Linked DNA regions of Zea mays: region 1 is linked to region 2. The links are chromatin contacts, called in public Hi-C maps. All regions are on one chromosome and are shown on one strand. Each heading gives the region's core, a stretch centred on a gene start, on an enhancer-like site or on the middle of the called end of the contact. The rest is flanking DNA. Distances are from core to core; before and after follow the strand shown.

Region 1 (5,244 bases), core at 1,260-3,759, 190 kb after region 2:
TTCACCCCCCTCTAGGCGACTTTTAGTATGTCACTAAACTTGTGAAATTTTATTGTCTTGTTCCTGGTATCTTAACATGCACATTTCGGCCTATACTTCTATGGTTGTGACGTCTAGGTCTGTGAATTTGTTTTGGGTGTCATCACATGTCTAAATAGTTTGAGACCTCTTTAGATCTTTGATGACACAAACAACAAGTTTATAGACCTAGATGACATAAATATACAAATATATGGATGAAAATATGGACATTGATGTGTGCAGCACAACACATTTGTAACAATTTGCCATCTAGCATGAGAGAGGAAAGGGGTAACTTATCTTGCATGCAACACATCAAATTATCATTAGTGGTGCAGTTGTCAAGAGTCACTGTCGAGACTTTCTTCTCAATTTGCCAATCTTGTAAGACTTCGTAAAGAACATCACTTATAATTTCTCCTGTATGTGGAGCGGGCACATATATGAACCTACAACAGCAGTAATAAATGTAAGCACCAAAGAAACTAGAATTCAACCACAAAGATGAACTACATTCTACTTCTACAAGTAACAGTTACCTCAAAAGAAATGATTTCAGCTTCCATTCTTCATCAATGAAATGTACTGTAACCGACATATATCCTTTTTTTGATGATTTGCTGTCCACATATCAGTAGTTACAGCAATCCGAGATTGACACTTTTGGAAGAAATTGATCATAGAACTCCTCTGCACCTCATACATATCTAAAATGTCCTTTTTAATAGTGTTCCTAGACATTGTTTTGAAAAGAGGTTGTAGAGCTGCACAAAATCTCCTAAAACCAACATGGTCAACCATTGAAAGTGGATACTCGTGGACACATATCATTATTGCGAGTTCTTTCCTAGCAACTTGTTGATCAAAAACATACTTATCAACTATTATTGCTCCACGTTCATCCTTACTCAACTTCAAGGTTGCTTGTTTTAATCCTTTTCTAACTTGCCGTGATTGACAACTTCCAAGGTGACTACGCAAATGAGTTGTACCAGCTTTACTATCTCCAACTAATTGCTTTTTACACCAATTACATTGAGCTTTTAATTTACCACCAACAGTTACTTGTTCAAACTCTAGCCAAACATCAGATTTCAGCTTCCTCTTTGTCCCAACAATAACAGTATCATCATCTTCCACAATGACATTATCTATACCTGATTGTGGTGCTGCTGCTGCAGGTGGAGCATTAGTACTTGATGATGGTGTGCCACTAGCAGTAGTATCACCAGCACTTGATGGGTCTGCACTCAGCGTCGGCGTCAATGTAGGTGTACCAGCAGCATCGCCAGCCCGATTGATAGTTGATCGGTTTAAGGTCACTCTCCCCCTCCTCGTTGCAGCACCACGTGAAGACAACGGTGGACGATTAGCTTGCGTCCCGGAGCCAGATCCACTTGTAGGCGCCATGGATGAACTTTACTACTTTAGATTTGAGAACCACCTCCACCTATTTGAGATCAGTGAGACATCAACTGTAAAATATACCTCGGACTCGGAGTGCTAACTCACTAGCTCAGAGAGACAGAGACGCTACCTTGGACCGGAGAAGGAGAATGGATTGGAATTTGGATACGCAGACACGCAGGGGAGCCAGCCACTAGCCAGGGACGCCAGCCAGGGACGCTGCGTCGCTGGCTCGCTGCCACGCTGTTCGCTGCTTCGCTGGACGGCCGGGGCAACCAGTCTTGCTCGACGACGGCAGGGACCAGGGCAACCGGTCTTGCGATGGACGGCCGGGGCAACCAAAGTACCAGACGACGGGGCGGATCTAGCGTTGTCCGCCTGTCCCACGAGTACCAGACACCGGGGCGGAGTGGCTGGTGGCGGTGGCCAGTGGCCGGTGGGCGGTGGCGGCTTGACTGGCTGAGAGACAGAGAGAGCAGAGAGATGAGACGTGAGGTGAGAGACGCCGGACGCGTGGGCGGCTGGGGGCCTGGCCGGCGGCCGCCTGGGGCTGCGATGCGTCCTTACTCCTGCGTGGCTGCGTGTGTGTGACTAGGGTAGTAGGGTTTCTGGACATTGGGCCGCCGGTTTCTTGTGGGCCAAAAGTGAAAACTCAAATTATTTCGGATATCCGCCAAGACCCGCGGGCACAAGATAAAACCCGTACCCGACCCGATTTAATCACGGGTCGGGTATGGGTGAGACCCGCGGGTTAAATTTCTTACCCGAACCCGAATCCGACGGGTCGGATATCCGTGGATATCCGAACCCGCGGGTAAAATTGCCATCCCTAATTGAAAGCTTAGAAACTGGAATGGTACAATTTTATAAGTTTAGGGGTCTGAACATGCACTTTGACCACAGTTTAGGACTAATGATATGTTTAGAAACCGGTAGTGTAATTTGGACTCTGCTGGGAACAGCCTTAAGAGGCCAGCTGGGCCCTGTAACTTGTCGGCCCGTGAACTCGTCTGCGGTTGCTCTGCAGCGTTTGTGTTGGTGAAAAAACGTGGAGCGCAGTACTCGGCAGCAGACACTCTATGGCTTTATCGTCATCATCACCAGTGGTTGCCCCGTGCAGGTTCCTGTGCCCCCGCGCCACTACCGCCTCTCGCGACATCCTCTCCTTCGCGACCACAGCAACAAGGAGGCGGCTGCTCCTCTCCACCGCCACCACCACCATTGCCGCCGCCATGGCCGCTTCTTCCTCCTGCAAGGTCATCGACTCCCACCTGCACGTCTGGGCCACGCCACAGCAGGTGCGTAAGCAGGCAACGCGCGCGAGCCCAGTTTCCGCGTCCTGGGCTCCTGGCGGCCCGCGGGGGAGTTCAGTAATCCTTCTGGGGTTGTTTTTTTTTTTTTTACCGGTGACTCCAACCCTATCCGTGCAGGCCAAGGAGGAGTACCCGTACTTCCCAGGCCAGGAACCCACGCTGCGTGGCGACGCCGACTTCTTACTCGAGGTCAGTCAGAGAACTTCAGAAATGCCGCATTCATGTGCACTTGAGGTTGCCCTGGAGCCCATTCGTTTCAGAGTTTCTGACCATCGGCGGCCGAATGAGTTGTGCCCGTGCTCTTGATAGATGGATTGGTGGGCGCATTTTTCGTACGTCTGATGTGAAATCGCACACACTGCAGCGGTCAACCTACTCTACCCCAAACCTGAAATCCTTCCACTAACTACATGTTACGATTCAACCAGGTAGTAGTAGCAGAGTTCGTAGTAGCGGAGTACAGCAGGGAGGGAATTGGGAAGAACGGAGTAGGAGACGTGAGGAACAAGAAGAAGAGGAATATTCTGCTTACTACATCTCATGCCATCTCTCCTCCCCCCATTTCTAGCTTATATACTCCAGGTCTTCACGCCCGCCAATCCGACCCGTGGAAGCGGGGATGGATTTTCCTCTGGCGACGGCGAGTTCAGGATAAGTGTTACGCTTATATAAGCCGAAATAGCTTATATACTCCTTGCATAAGTGTTTTCCGTTAACTAAACCCTTGAGCATTAAGCTGCACAGACACAGTTCAGGACAGACCTTCTTAGCCTCAGTGTCCCACCTAAATTGTTTACAAACATAGGCACCGACTTAAACAACTCTACCCCAGCACCAGAGTAATTAAAATCCGAAAATGCTCTGAATTACACCAGGTCTCTTATCTCCACGGCAAGAATGGCCGACAGAGTCATGGCACGTTCTCCGTGAGGCTGGTCCCTTTTCACATCTAACCTACTCCTGTTTCAAGTCAAACGATAGGGAAATCAGAGGGTCGGAGACCAAGAAGAGACCAATCTATACTCCTGGACTTCTCTTGTTGCTAAATCCATTCTCCTGGACGTTGCAAAAAGAGAAAAAAAGAAAGAATATCACGTTCCTCCTTTCACGAGGGAAGGGAGTATTAGCGAGGTCCGTCCATGTCAGCGGCATACTGGGCCAGAATACATGCAGCAACCACGACCCCCTTCGTGGGCTTTCTTCCCCCGCAGAAAAGGCCCAACCCAGACTGACGAGCAGTTTCGCAGCGATCAGTTGGCCAAAAGTATATACGAAACAAACGAAGAGACGCCTGTCCAACCCGCCGACTCCGATGCAACGCGAACCTGTCCAACCCGCCGACCCTCGGACGCCTCACGCACAAGCCCACACCCACCACCGGCAAACGGCAAAACGCGCGCGCGCGGCACATCACATATGCAGAGCAGAATGCAGATGCACCACGTTGTAGCAGACCGCCGGCGGCATTACGTGGAAGCGGTCCCACGAGGCCTTCTCGTGGTGCTGCCCGCGACAGCGACAGCGGCAGCAGCGACCATGGCGAATGGCCACGGCCACGGCCGGCGCAGGGCGCTCGTGGCCACCCTTGGCGGCCCCCGGAGGCGTGGCAGCGCATGCGGTTGCGAGACTCGCTTCTGCGTTCCTCTGCTACTGGCTTTGCGCCATTGTGGGCGTGTTTGTATCACATGCCAATACTGCTCTGTGAGGCCAGAACAGAGCGAACGGTGTAAGACGACCTCATCATGTGAATAGTGGATCCGACATGTGTGGTGTACTGTGGCATTCTGCAATGTATGAGACTCGACTTGATTCACGAAAAAGTAATGTCATACGGCTGTGTTGATTCCTCACCGCCCCACCCCCACCATAAAACGGTCATAAGTCCAAATATCATCTCGGCTCAGCGCTCAGCTCCGCAGTCATCGGCTCCTGAACTGATCTGAAGAAGACATGTTCACTTCATGTTCTGACGACGCATTGATGCTGACATTCCCCCATGACAAGAAGCTGCTTGTCCCAAGCAGGAGCCTGCGGAAACGACTGTCAAAGGGCAATGAGATCTTCCCAAGTGGCTAAGGACGGAGGCGGGAGGCATACCTGACCACTGCACGAGGACCTGAGATACACCCTCTGGACCCCCACGGCACTGCAAGATGCGTTCAGGAATTTGCAGTCCATCCATATGATTAGGTAGCTGAGCAACAGAAACTAACGGCGGCACAACCTTCTTCAGCTGCGAAACATGGAAAACTGGATGTAGGCAGCTCTAATTTATAAGCCATGCATATTCCGCTTCATGGTCGGAATGGAGTGGGCGTGCAACTGCTTCCAGGGCGCAGGCTCATACCGCCGCTGCTGCTATTTTGTTGGATTCTGGTCAATTCAACAACCCAAGGACTTTGTAACACCTACAGTAACCCAATAACATATGCAGCTTGTATTGGTCTATAGAGTAGGGGGACTAATATGTGATTTTGGGAGAGAAGGCATAAAAGAAGCCCTA
Region 2 (5,381 bases), core at 860-3,359:
GAATATTTTAAGCTCCGCATGATGCAACATTTCATGACTCATAATGTTTTGACAAAAATAAATAATTAATCTACACTAGTTTAAGCTATTTCTAATAAAAAGGAAAAAGGTAGAAAGAATCTAGAGAGAGAAAGCCTAGAGTGAGAAAAGGAAGAGTAACACATGATTTTGGGTGATAATTAGAAAGAAATTTTACACCCCAAAATCAGGGTGTTACACTATCTCTTCATTTACCTCTAGATTTACACCTCCGTATCTTCCTAAGCTATCAGCGTACATAGATAGTGACATTGTCATATGCTATGCGGACGATTTCAACATCATGAATTAGTGGCATGAGCATAAACTAATATATCCAATTCTATTTATGTTGGCTAAAGATATTATGTCAGTTCTGGTTTAAACTATTTACTTAGAATCTTTCTTTAGTCTCACTAAAAGAGTTATTGAGAAGCGACCTACATGAGGCGGGAAGCGCGACCTACATGAGATGGAAGGTGCCCATGAGGTTGATGTTCACCATCAACTTGATCTCATCCTTGTCCTGCCTCTCGAGCTCATGTAGCATGAACACACCATGGTTGGAGACCAGAACATTGACAAGGTTGGCCACACACGCCATGACGTTTGTGTCGTGCACGTCGGTGGCATGGACGCCGACGTTGTCCCTACCCAAGTTGCGCTGGATGGCGGAGCGCAACTCCTTGAGACGAGTGTGGTTGTGGGCCAGGATGGAAATCCGCGCGCCCCTCCCGCGTCGCGATCGTGGCCATGGCAAGCCTGAAGCTGCTAGACCCGCCTATGACGAAGACGGGGTGGCCTTTGAGCGGGATCAGCGTGGCCTAGGGTCACGTGAGAAATGCGAGCACAATGAGTAGATTGTCGGTAGGGGTGGAAACAAGTCGAGCCAAGCTCGACTCGTTGTGGCTCGGTCAAGTACGAGCTCGGCTCGCTTCTCTAGTGAGCCAAAAAAGTAGACTTGGTTTGGCTCGCTAATTGCTCGCCGAGCCAACAAGCCTAGCCATAGACATGAACTCGCCCTCTAAATTATAATATAAAATCTTTAAAATAATTTAAGTAACATATTTTAAATTAGTAAAATAGATATATTATTAATATAATGTAGAAATATATTAATTTTGTACAATAATCTTAAATAATATAATTTAATCGTTTATTTGGTACTAAGACTATATGCTAATTAGGATTTTTAATAAATTGTTGTTAGGTCGAGCCACAAGCCAACTCGTGAGCGGTAGCGAGCAAAAGTTGGCTCGCTCTTTTCTCGAGCCACAAAAATAGGCACGAGGCGAGCTGCTTCGAGCCGAGCCAAGATGTTGCGAGCCAACAAGCTCGAACGTTTTTTCTAGGCCTAGTTATTAGTGATGGACATCACTAGTAGGAGGAGCAAGGAATGAGGGATGATCTAAGTAATATTGACCATTGAATTTGAGTAAGAGAGAAGGTTATCCAGCGGTGTTAAGTTTGAGTGCAATTTGTTTGGTGGATTTAGTAGAGGTTATGGTTTGGGGGTAATTTAAACTAATGGATTATATAGTGGTATGGATTTAGATGATGAGTTCATACTTATGACCAGATCAGTTGTGTCGCACGAGCTGACTTTGAATCGAGTTAACTTCCTAACCCCCTTTGACAGGACTCCAACTCCTCTGAAAACGGCTCCGACTCTACCTCTTTTGGCTCCTTGGCTTCTCTAGAGGAGTCATACCCATTTCACAATTCGTTTGGCAAAACAAATTCTCCTGTATATTTTTTGAATGGTGTATATGGAAAATGTAAGAGGAGCAAGTAGAAGCCATGTTTTTGGTGTTCTGGCTTCTAACAAAAAAAAACAGCTCTAGCTTTTAAAGGGCTCTCGACGAGAAGCCATTTTTTAATTGTTTGGTAGTGCTTCACGATAAACCATAGTTGGTACCATCTAAAGAGCCATGACAAAATGCCCTTAGGCTCACAAGAGGAGCCCAGCCGGCTGGGCTCGTTTTTACTCCTACGTGGGGCGAAGATGCCAAATCCCCATCACTTGAGGCTTGGAGTGGGCTCAAAGACTACCAGATCTCCATGACTAGTAGCAATAGTGGGTTCAAATTCAAGTTCGATGGTAGGCTCAGGTGTGGGCTCGGAATCTCACAATGAGCCGTGGCGGTGGGCTGGGATACGAGCTCGGTGGTAGGCTAAGATCGAGCGCCGAACTAGCGTTTTGTTGTTTTTTTGTTCTTATTAATAGACCAGTAGAGTGTCCGTATGTTGTGACGACATATAGTCATGTTTGACGAATAACCCTAACAGTCCATTATCATGTCATGGTTCCTATACACAATATTCACATGGAACTAAATAGAATTACAAGCATGAATATAGAAAGTAACATAGGAGCAATTCAGATATCCTTAGTTACTATAACACATTTTTCTGCAAGCTAGTCGGGCTAAATTTATTTTGTTTGTATTGTAACTTAGCAACAAATATATAATTTAGTACATGGACACAATTAGGAACTTACCCTATATAGTCTGAGTATCTAATACAAATATGTCAAGTACAGGAGCAGTTGCAACAAAGCCAGAGCAGCATAAGGTACTTAAGCTGTAACAAGATAGGTCTTGAAAACATTTCAAAGCACTAAAATTCTTAAGCAGAGGTGCCAGCGGAAGCCTTGGCAGAGGTAGAAAACTTGGATCTCCTTTTGGCCAAGCTCTCGTTATGGCTGTCTCCCTTCCCCTTCAGCCTCTAGACAAGAAGCTTTTGGTACTCGACAGCCTCAGACTTCTTGGCGATATTCTTCTTGTCAATGATTCTAGCGCGCTTCCTCTGAAGGGTCAAGGGTCACAAGCCACTGGATCTTAGGTGCCTTGCTCACCTTCTTGCCTTCAAATCAAACAGGTTAGCTTGGAAAACTTTAGAAATCAACAGCTCATTGTCATGAATCCTATCCAAGACATAACAAGCTCAGAGCACTAATAGAGGAATAAATAACCAAGACATTTATCCAACACATAACTGATTCTAAGATACATGAGGATCTCCATATTAAGTGCGCATAACAGCTAAACAATCTATTTTGTTACATGGGTCTAATGGTTTAAATATTGTATGTCTTCATATTCCGTCTCTATCTATAAAATGCAAACAAGAAAAAAGTGTGAACCACATACTGCTCATGTATTTTTCAGTTATAAGATATGTAGATCAAACTTTTTTACAAGAAACTGCATATTGCAGATAATATGAATTTAGGGCTGACTCCCATAATCTTCATATAATATAATTTATGGCCAACAAACCTCTATCTGACATGAACAACCTTGTAACATATTACGTGAAAATATCTCTAAGAAACATCAGAGATATAAATTGTCAAGTAAATATTGAATAAAAGCATTTGTTGAGATTAGTGGCATGCCGCTTGGATTCAAGGCTAAACACAGTCACACATTAATCCTTGAAGCAGAAAGGGTCGAAGGTCCAAGAATCATTACATAAGTTATTTACCTACCAGACTCATAATTTATATTCCAAAAGAGACCTATCAAGCTCGTAAATATTGTGTTCAAATAATAGCATGTAGGCAAAGATAACTGTAAATTATTGCCTCCTACAAATCTCAGTACCGTTGCAATAACACCAAATAGATTTTTCTTGTTCTTAGCAGGATCACCTATAAATGTGATACTAGCTAGCTCTATTGTGCATGTAAAAACCGGTAGGTGGCTAAGGTCAGATCGCTCTGTTGTATACAATGGCAATGGCGTCCAACTCTTTGAGCTACTTCATATAGAAGATTCCTATAAACCCATGTTTCGTCCTGTGTAAAAATAGCTATAAATCAAAGAATAGAAGCAGAGGATGGAACATTCTATGAAGATTAAAATAAGTGATAAGTATGTGTCACACCCGGTTTTAAGGGCAAAACCGAATGCATAGCATATGTGTGCCAGGATCTATTTCCACACATATGTTGACGTCACAAGTGTAATATATCAAAGGAACAATGCATAAAAGCGTAAATAAAGAGTATATTAACATATTATACTTCGAACTGTCATTATGTCTTAACCTTTATCCATCAAAGTACAGCGAAACATGGACATCCTTCCATAGGAAGATGACCAGGGGAATCACTAGACTAGCATCCATCGAGTTCATCAAAATCTTCATCTGCAAACTTCTGATCAAAATTAAGCAAGGGTGAGCTCACTTATGGTCAAGGCTCAGCAAGTGGGGTGAAAATGCAAGGTTAACAAGGTAAGACTAAAGTTTATTGTGGTTAGCATTTTAGTTGGTCAACATTTTATTATCAACACCTGGTTACTAGGTATAAGTATATACCAAACCCAATTAAGCATAATTCATAATCAGCATAAGCTCAAACCACTGAGCGAATACCATCAACATGAAGCTCAACCTCTTGAGCGAACCACTTAAGTATACTGCATAAACAAAATCGATCACGATTTATTTCCATCTTCAAGTTCAATTATCATGTGAGGGTCCAGACTGCTCTTAACCGTGAGCACGGCTGGTATATCAGTTTTATACTCTACAGTGGTGGTACAACTTTACCCACAAGCAGTGTATCCCCTCTAGCCTAGGTCGGCCAAACCCGTAAACACTTCTGAGGTGAATGGCTAGGGATCCACTATGAGGCTTTCACAGAATACACTTAATACAAAGCAACCTACTAAGGTTTCTAAGTTGGTGTGGAGGCCCTCTAGGTGAGGTACCTTAGCCAAGAATACGTCCCCATGTTAACGTGAGCTGCCACCACTGTCGCTCCCTCTCTTGCCCATATTTCAGGTAAGGTTGCTAGGCACTAAGCATATAAAGCTAATTACCAAAGCCAGAGCCATGATAGCACTCGTGGTTGCACTGTTTTCCTGGGTGGTCACTCCATGTTCCAATTATCACAATATGATCTTGCTTAATCATCAGATTAACAACAATTATAAAAACTTACCATTTGAAACATTAATATGATTAAAGTGTGACATCATAAAAATAAAGTTGTAGCAATAGCATAGCTATTTGATTAAATAGTAATCTCAGGTTAAACAAGGAATAAGGTTGGAAAGGTTATGAGTATCTAAATAAGTAACACATCAAATTATGCATATATCCAAAAGTAAACTTTATTAAATGTATTGTATGAGATCAGACAGAATATGCAGAGGGAGAAGACCACTTGCCTTGCTTATAGAAAACTTGAGATTATTCCACGAAATAGATCTTGATTCTCAACTACTAGATCAACCACTGAATATCACACAAACAAACAAGAAGAAACAAACACCACTCAATAACATAAAACATTCATCATATACCAAGCTAAAAGAAAAACATAACAAAAGAGCATTTATTTTTCA

Evidence for each region. A called contact is a pair of places that touch in the nucleus more often than the background predicts.
Region 1: a Hi-C map of ear shows a contact between it and region 2, with 5 times the contacts expected there. The contact joins the promoter of LOC100277718 here to the enhancer-like site in region 2. A contact is called at or near these places in 3 of 25 Hi-C or Micro-C datasets (ear, leaf and tassel).

Annotation. Positions count from the first base shown.
Region 1 is chr10:112,574,078-112,579,321 of Zm-B73-REFERENCE-NAM-5.0, forward strand. LOC100277718 reads left to right here and starts at 2,510. Exons shown (of 10, transcript NM_001151214.2): 1 at 2,510-2,726; 2 at 2,859-2,930. The coding sequence starts at 2,661. LOC118473578 reads left to right here and starts at 3,727. Exons shown (of 1, transcript XM_035963461.1): 1 at 3,727-4,591. The coding sequence starts at 3,909. The coding sequence ends at 4,493.
Region 2 is chr10:112,380,997-112,386,377 of Zm-B73-REFERENCE-NAM-5.0, forward strand. No RefSeq gene overlaps it. Among protein-coding and RNA genes, the nearest start is that of TRNAG-UCC, 7.8 kb to the left of the region's middle. Within about 2 kb of position 2,110, at least 14 of the 20 cell types and tissues checked have an H3K27ac peak or open chromatin away from gene starts, as enhancers often do. A contact at or near this core is called in ear, leaf and tassel, where this site is marked.